2 separate regions of the Sus scrofa genome follow, and region 1 is linked to region 2. Evidence: chromatin contacts called from public targeted proximity ligation data. All regions are on one chromosome and are shown on one strand. The core of a region is the stretch at or near the end of the contact, and the rest is flanking DNA. Distances in the headings are between cores, read along the strand shown. Region 1 holds the start of R3HDM2 (R3H domain-containing protein 2). Region 2 overlaps R3HDM2 (R3H domain-containing protein 2).

Region 1 (3,174 bases), core at 404-2,903, 140 kb before region 2:
GATGTGGTTCCCAGACCCCCTCACATCCTAAGATGACTTCAGCTGCTCCCCTTCTCTCTGGCAAATAGTTTGGGAATGAGGGGAGCAAAAGCAAGAGAAACACAGGAGGGTTTCTCTCAGGGGTGGATGCCTCAGGTTTTGCCTTAGTTGTTCTTCAGTTACTGCACTTGCCCCAAGAGACCCACTCTGCATTATGACACAGAGATCCTTTGTAACCTGCCCTTTCTGGTTACATTTTTTTTTTGTCTTTTTAAGGGCTGCCCCCATGGCATATGGAGGTTCCCACGCTAGGGGTCCAATCAGAGCTGTTGCCGCCGGCCTACACCACAGCCACAGCAACGCCAGATCCAAGCCACATCTGCAATCTGCACCACAGTTCACGGCAACGCCAGATCCTTAACCCACTGAGTGAGGCCAAGGATCGAACCCACAACCTCATGGTTCCTAGTCAGATTTGTTCCTACTGCACCACAACGGGAACTCCCCTCTGGTTACATTTCTAATGGTGTAGTGATTAAGAGCAGGCTCCGAAGATACTGCCTCAGTTCAATATTTGGGACTTTGCTGCCTCAGGGTTCCATGTCTTATGAGTATAACAACAATACATTGTTTTTGAGGATTAAACTGAAATAATAGATGTAGAATGCCACATATTCTAGATATATACACCCATATCTATTACAAATATTAGCTATTATTTCTTCCTGGCCATCACTGCTCCCTGACTCCAACTTGAAAATCTGGAACTTGCTGAACCTTGAAGGAAAGGAGAACTTATCTCTATGACTTTGCTGGAATCTCCATTCTTGCCTATCTGATAAACTCCTACTTAAAGCCTTCAAGGAGAGGTGAAATTTCACCTGTAGTTTCTCTGTGACTTAATCTCTCTTACGTCTAAGAACTAGTTGCTTCTTGTGTTTCCACAGCACATTGTAGCTCTTTTATTGTACTATACTTTTTTTTTCTGCCTCCTGCAGTTCTTGTCACATAGTAAATATTTAATGATCGAATTCTATCAATGTAAGACTACAACGCTTCTTTGAGGGAATCTGTCAATAAATGACACAAACGCATGTAATCAATAAGTAAACTGATTCTGCCTGGAACGGACAAAATGGGGCAAGTTGCAAATTTAAGATGACCCAAAAAAAGAACTTTATGTTAGGGGATGCTGGTGAATAAGTTATTTTAAATTGAATGGACTTAAACCTGATTTAATTTTTACACCTAGAAAAAAGCTGACATTTCCCTACATTATTTTTATTCACTTATACTGCAAATATTTACAGCATATATGCTGTTTTCAGCGCAGGACTTACTGTCCTAAGTGAAAGGCTATTTTGAAAGTGCTCTGGAAACTTAAATTAGAGTTATTAGCATTATGCTTAAATAGAGGGTGAACAGGACAGGCTTGACGGGTTTCAGGTGGACCGAGGATTGCCGTGGATCTGGATCAGTGGCTGGGCACATAAGCAACGCGAGGAAACGACAAACTGAGCGCATACGCAGGGGGAGAGTGAGGGCTGGGTGGGCGGGAGGAAGCAGGGGGCGTCTGCAGGCGCTGAGAAGCAGACAGGACGCAGGGACACGCGGAGCGCCGGACGCGGTGACGACTACGTTGAACGTGGTGACGTAGCGCGCAGGCCGCAGCGGGGGGCGGACTCTGGGCCTTTCTTCCCCTTCTGATTTTCCCCCTCCCCCCTTTTCTCCCTTTCCGGGTTTGGTTCCCCCTTTTCTCCCCCTCTCCCCCCTCCTTCCCAAGCCCCTTTCCCCTCCCCCGCCCCAGTCCCCCCTGCTCCCCCGCCCTGAGCCCTGGGGAAACCCCCGCGGAGAAGAGCCCGCCCCCAGAAGCGCGCCGCCGCCGGCCGTCGGGGCCGAGCTGCAGCCGAGCGGCCGTGGGCCCGGGCGGCGGGCGGAGACGCGGGCGCCCTCCCCGCTACGGCCCGCGTGAGGTGAGGCCACCTCCCGGCCTAGGGGGCGGGCGGCGCGGGCGGCCCGTGGGGAGGGGGCGTGGCGGCCTTGCGGGCGGCTAGGCGGGCGGAGGCCCCTGGGCTTGGGTTCCCCGCGTTGGCGCTGCCGGGACCCGGGGCGGGGGTCAGGGCCTGAGCCTTTCGGGAAGGATTGCCTTGAGGCCAGAGATACCCCGAATGTGCTCGGAGAGCGCAGGCGAGAAGCGAGGGGCGCGGGGCGGAGGGCGGGGACAGGTGCCACCTGTGGCCTGTACGGTGGGACCTAAAAACTGTTGCGCCTTGTGGTGCTCAGGGGTGACTAGCTCCATGTGTTTCTTGGGTCTCCGCGTTTTTTCGAGCCTTGGGAAAATGGGAGGGGAAGGTGTTGGTGTGTTTCAAATCATGCAGGTGTCCGAGTTTATTGCAGGGCAGAGATTTGAGTTGGAACGTGCAGGAAGATGTTTCAGGAGCTTAAAAGTGGGCCTATGCTAAGCTCGTAACTAACTCTTGAGGCTCTGAAAACTCTTTCTTAATTTCGGTTTGCTATAGAGCCAAAAATGTCAACATTTGTGATCTAATAGCTCCATAGCATATTTATTCCCTCAAAGCGTTCTTGGATAATGTGAGAAATGACCGAATAACAGCCCCAGAGGTTCATGAAACCAGAGAGGTGTGGGAAATTTTAAATTTAGATCTTAGTTGGATGAATGTCCTTGTATATGTTATTTTCAAATGGGCTTAACTAATATTGAGAAGCCCGAGTCTTAGTGTTGGTGGGGAACATGGAGACTGGGGAGGAGGGAGGTGACCCGTTCTACTTCGGGAATGTCACAGATTCCTAGTAGTTTTATCGTATTTTTGTATAGTCAGATTGGCACCTGAATCAGTTGTTTATGGCTACTTTTTCTTCCTAGTGCTTTTTTTCCGCCCTCTCGTTTTCATTCTACTATATTATCTTTTTTTGTCCTTTTGTTGAGTCTGAAGCATCAAAACTAAAACGGCGTAAATAGTGATAGGAAGTGGAAGTAGTCAATTCAGTTCACTTTGATTTGTATTTTTCTCCCCCTGTTGCAGTTCTCCACGTGGTTGAGAGAATAGAGAACCTTTCTTGAAGGTCTGATGAACTGTCAGCAGAAGTTTAATTTCAGAGTTTAAGTTTAGCTTTGTGTTCACTATATGACCTATGCTGTAGGTCTTCAATTTAAAACAGAATTTTAAAAACTTG
Region 2 (3,473 bases), core at 723-3,222:
CTTCCATATCATGTATCAGCAGAACATGTGAAACCAAGGGGTAAGGCTGAGTGTTAAAGAGCCAGTGGCTACCTTTTGCCCAGAGTCCTCTGAGCCTCTCTGTAGAGTCCAGTCAGGATCCAGGAGTCAATGATCCAACCCAGAAGTCACCAGTAGGTGGCAGTCACATCCCTCAGGCCAGTCTTTAGCTTCTCCCATGTTTTTTTGGAAGTTCCCTAGCTCTGGAGTTTGAGGTTAGTAGATGCAAACTATTACATTTAGAATGGAAAAACAACAAGGTCCTACTGTATAGCATAGGGAACTATATCCAATTTCCTGGAATAGACCATGATGGAAAATAATATAAAAAAAGAATGTATATATGCGTAAAAAATAAAGCACTTCAAAACAGCAAAAAAAAAGCACAGAAATGCCTTCCTTTACCACTACCCTTCCTCAGCCAGGAGAGACCTAATAGAGGAACATCATTTCTTCCCTCTTCACTTTTTACTCAAAACTTAAAAATGTGAAGAAAACAGGCAGAGCTGTTTTACCACTTCTCTGTCCTTAAGGCCTCCCCTTGTCCCCCTGAGAATGTGAGGCCTGAGTATGACAGGCCCTCCCGCAAGAGAAAGAAGAGGATTAGGATAATAGAAAATGCGTTTAAAAGCTACCAGCACAGGTAGCTCATTCTGAATAGCTTGCCAGCAGTTATATTTGGAATGCTGCTGGCTTACAGAAAGTAGGTGTGCCAGGAGAGCTGAGAGCTTATTTTCAAGGCTGTAGTAGCATCTCTCCCAGGTCACACAGTGGATTCTCAGTAACTTTTTCCTGACCAAGATGATTTACATTTTACCTAGTGTAGATATCAGGAGTATTCTCCATTGTGGGTATCCTCTAATTCCTGGACTCTGCCTCTTGGAACTGTTCTCTGTGAAAGTGCCTCCCAGGAGATATATGGCAGGGGATGATATAGATACCTTGGTCCCCTACAACTCTTAATACTCTAAACTTGGAAGGAAGAAGGAGAGTTTTACAAACAAAAAGACGTTTATGTAATTCCACCTGACTTCCTTCTTCCTCCCCTCCTCGCTGCTGCTAGAGTGGAGTGGAAGGAACATACATCAGGCAAGCTAGGTTCCCATCCCTGCTCTGCCGCATTAGCTGTGTGATTTAATCTCTCTGAGCCCTACTGTCTTAACTGCAAATATAAGTTATCATATCTCCCAATAGGATTATTGTGAGGTTGTAATGAGATAATGCATGTAAATGAGACAATGTATATTGGCATTATTTCCCCTTCTCTTCCTGGCCTCTCTCCTTTCTCCTACCCCTCCTACCATCGGGCTATGACTGGAGAACTGATAAGGTGCGTGAAATGGCTGGAGGGGAAGAAAGGAGAGAAAAAAATAACTCCCCATTAGTTGGTGTAGAACACATCGCATTCCTAATAAACAAGTCCTCCTGCTTGAGGCCAGTGAAGGGACCCAAGGAACAAAAGCTAAAACGAGGCTATTTATATTTTATTCCTAAATCCCTCCCTGTTTGCTTATGGGGGCATTTTTCATACTGCCCTCACAGCCTGGAGGCACACAGAACAATCACGGAGCAGGAGGAAGTAGAGGAACCAGGCGTGAACTGGCTGTTTTTTCCTTCTCTGCCCTCGGGAGAGAGAGATGATCCTTGCGAATGAGCACTTCCTCCAAGAGAGCTGTGGTGTGAAATCAGGACCGTGCCTGGGAGAGCTGAACCAGACCTTGCATGACCCTTTCTACAGAAGCAGGAATCCCTTCTCAAGTGGGCATTCAAGGAGGGTTGTGCTCCCTAGGAATCATGTGCTTAGGGAAAATGCTTGGGGAAAAAACTGCATTTGGAATCAGGCAGCAGACTCTGGCTCTGAAAGTCCTAAGATTGCTTACAACAGCTGCAAGTTCCTAGTGGCCAGTGGGGCAGAGTGTGCAGTGGGTCTGTCCTGATAGGAGAGATTGCCTCTTTGTTAGGGATGTGAAAGCCACAAGCTGTCCCAAGCTTGGTCTCCAGCCTGCTCAGCAGCCGTACTCTTCACATGAAGTTTCTTTTATGATTAACCTTGTTGTTCCTTCCCTTTCCCTCCCCATCTCTGCCCCTACCACCCTTGCCTCTCCCTTTGCCTCCCTTTTCTCTTCCCTTCCCACATGTCTCTCGCTGGTCCACAGCCAGTCCCAGCTCTGCAGCCCGCTCCGCAGCCTGTTCAGTTCTCTCCAGGCTCCTGTCCCCAAGTCCTTCTGCCAGTCTCTCCGCCCCAGCAGTACAACATGGTATAAACTCCATTCCCCTTTTTTGTCTTGTCCACGTGTGGCCTGTATCTGTGGGTGTGTCTGGACAGTCTGTGACAACCTTGAAAAGCAGTTGTGCTTTTTGAAAGGACCATTGTTAGAAGATATTTCTTCTTGAGGGGCCAGCCCAGGCTGAGCTATACTTCATTCTAGTGACCTCATCACAGCACTTTCAAAAGATGCCTAAATGTTAGACAGAAAAGAACACCGAGTTCTCCTAAGTTTCAAGAGGGGAAACAAAATCGGATGTTGTCCAAACCTGGGCTCCCCATCCTCTCCACCATGTGCATTCTTCATCTCGTCTGCTCCCCAAACAGGTCTGAGGAGCCCAGTTTATTCTGTATAGAATAATTTCCTTTAAAACTAAAAACACAGCTGCAGATTTCTCTGGTACCACTGGTAAAAACTTAAAATGTTCCCCTATTTTACCATGTCTTTTTACATAAAAAATATCCTCCTCTTTTGGATAGCACATGCTGTTTAAATTGTTTGTACCCTGACTACAAATCCTTTGAAGATCTAATTTGTCTCTAAGTTAATACCTTCTATCATGGTTATAGGAGACCTGATTTTTTTTTAAGTTTTATGTTAATCACACCTGTCTGCTTTTTCACTAGAATCCCTTCTTTCTGTCATCTCTTATCTCCATTCTGAAAAGTCCTAGACTATGAACCTCATAATAATGTGCAGTCCAGTCCTCTTGGCATCTATTCCTACCCTCTAAGGTAGCAAAAGAGCTAAGATCAAAATCCCTTAAAATTGAATGAAACCACAAGGAAGCATTGTCTTTTGTTTCTACTAGTTTCTTTTGCAAAAGAACTTCTGCTCTGTATTATATGTATATGTGTATGTTAATTACTGTCCAGGGAGCAGAAGGATGAGGAAGCTAACAAACTAACCTATCACTATACAAGTGAGAGATAGAACACCATCACTCTTGCTGCTTAGAGAAGAGGGCTGGGAGAGAAGGCAATTACAGACTAGCCAGTCAGTCTCGCCCTCCAGCTTGGCCACTCACCCTGGCCTCCTTTCAGAGGTGAGAATTGGAAGTGGTTTCTGAAGGGCAGGAGAACTCTAAGCAAGTGTCAGAGAACAGAGGTGGAAATGACTTCAAGAGGAAAAAGGAGAATAGCAGCAGGAGTTGAGAGCCCACCAGTCTTTCCACTGCACAGGCAGAGC

What was found.
Region 1: a contact with region 2 is called in a targeted proximity ligation map of skeletal muscle. A contact is called at or near these places in 7 of 47 Hi-C or Micro-C datasets (embryonic fibroblasts, fetal heart ventricle, mesenteric adipose tissue and 4 more) and 2 of 2 datasets of targeted methods (alveolar macrophages and skeletal muscle).

What each region holds. Positions count from the first base shown.
Region 1 is chr5:22,712,729-22,715,902 of Sscrofa11.1, reverse strand. R3HDM2 (R3H domain-containing protein 2) reads left to right here and starts at 1,653. Exons shown (of 25, transcript XM_021091859.1): 1 at 1,653-1,952.
Region 2 is chr5:22,574,225-22,577,697 of Sscrofa11.1, reverse strand. R3HDM2 (R3H domain-containing protein 2) reads left to right here. Exons shown (of 25, transcript XM_021091859.1): 15 at 2,175-2,276. Among named protein-coding and RNA genes, the nearest start is that of STAC3, 20 kb to the right of the region's middle.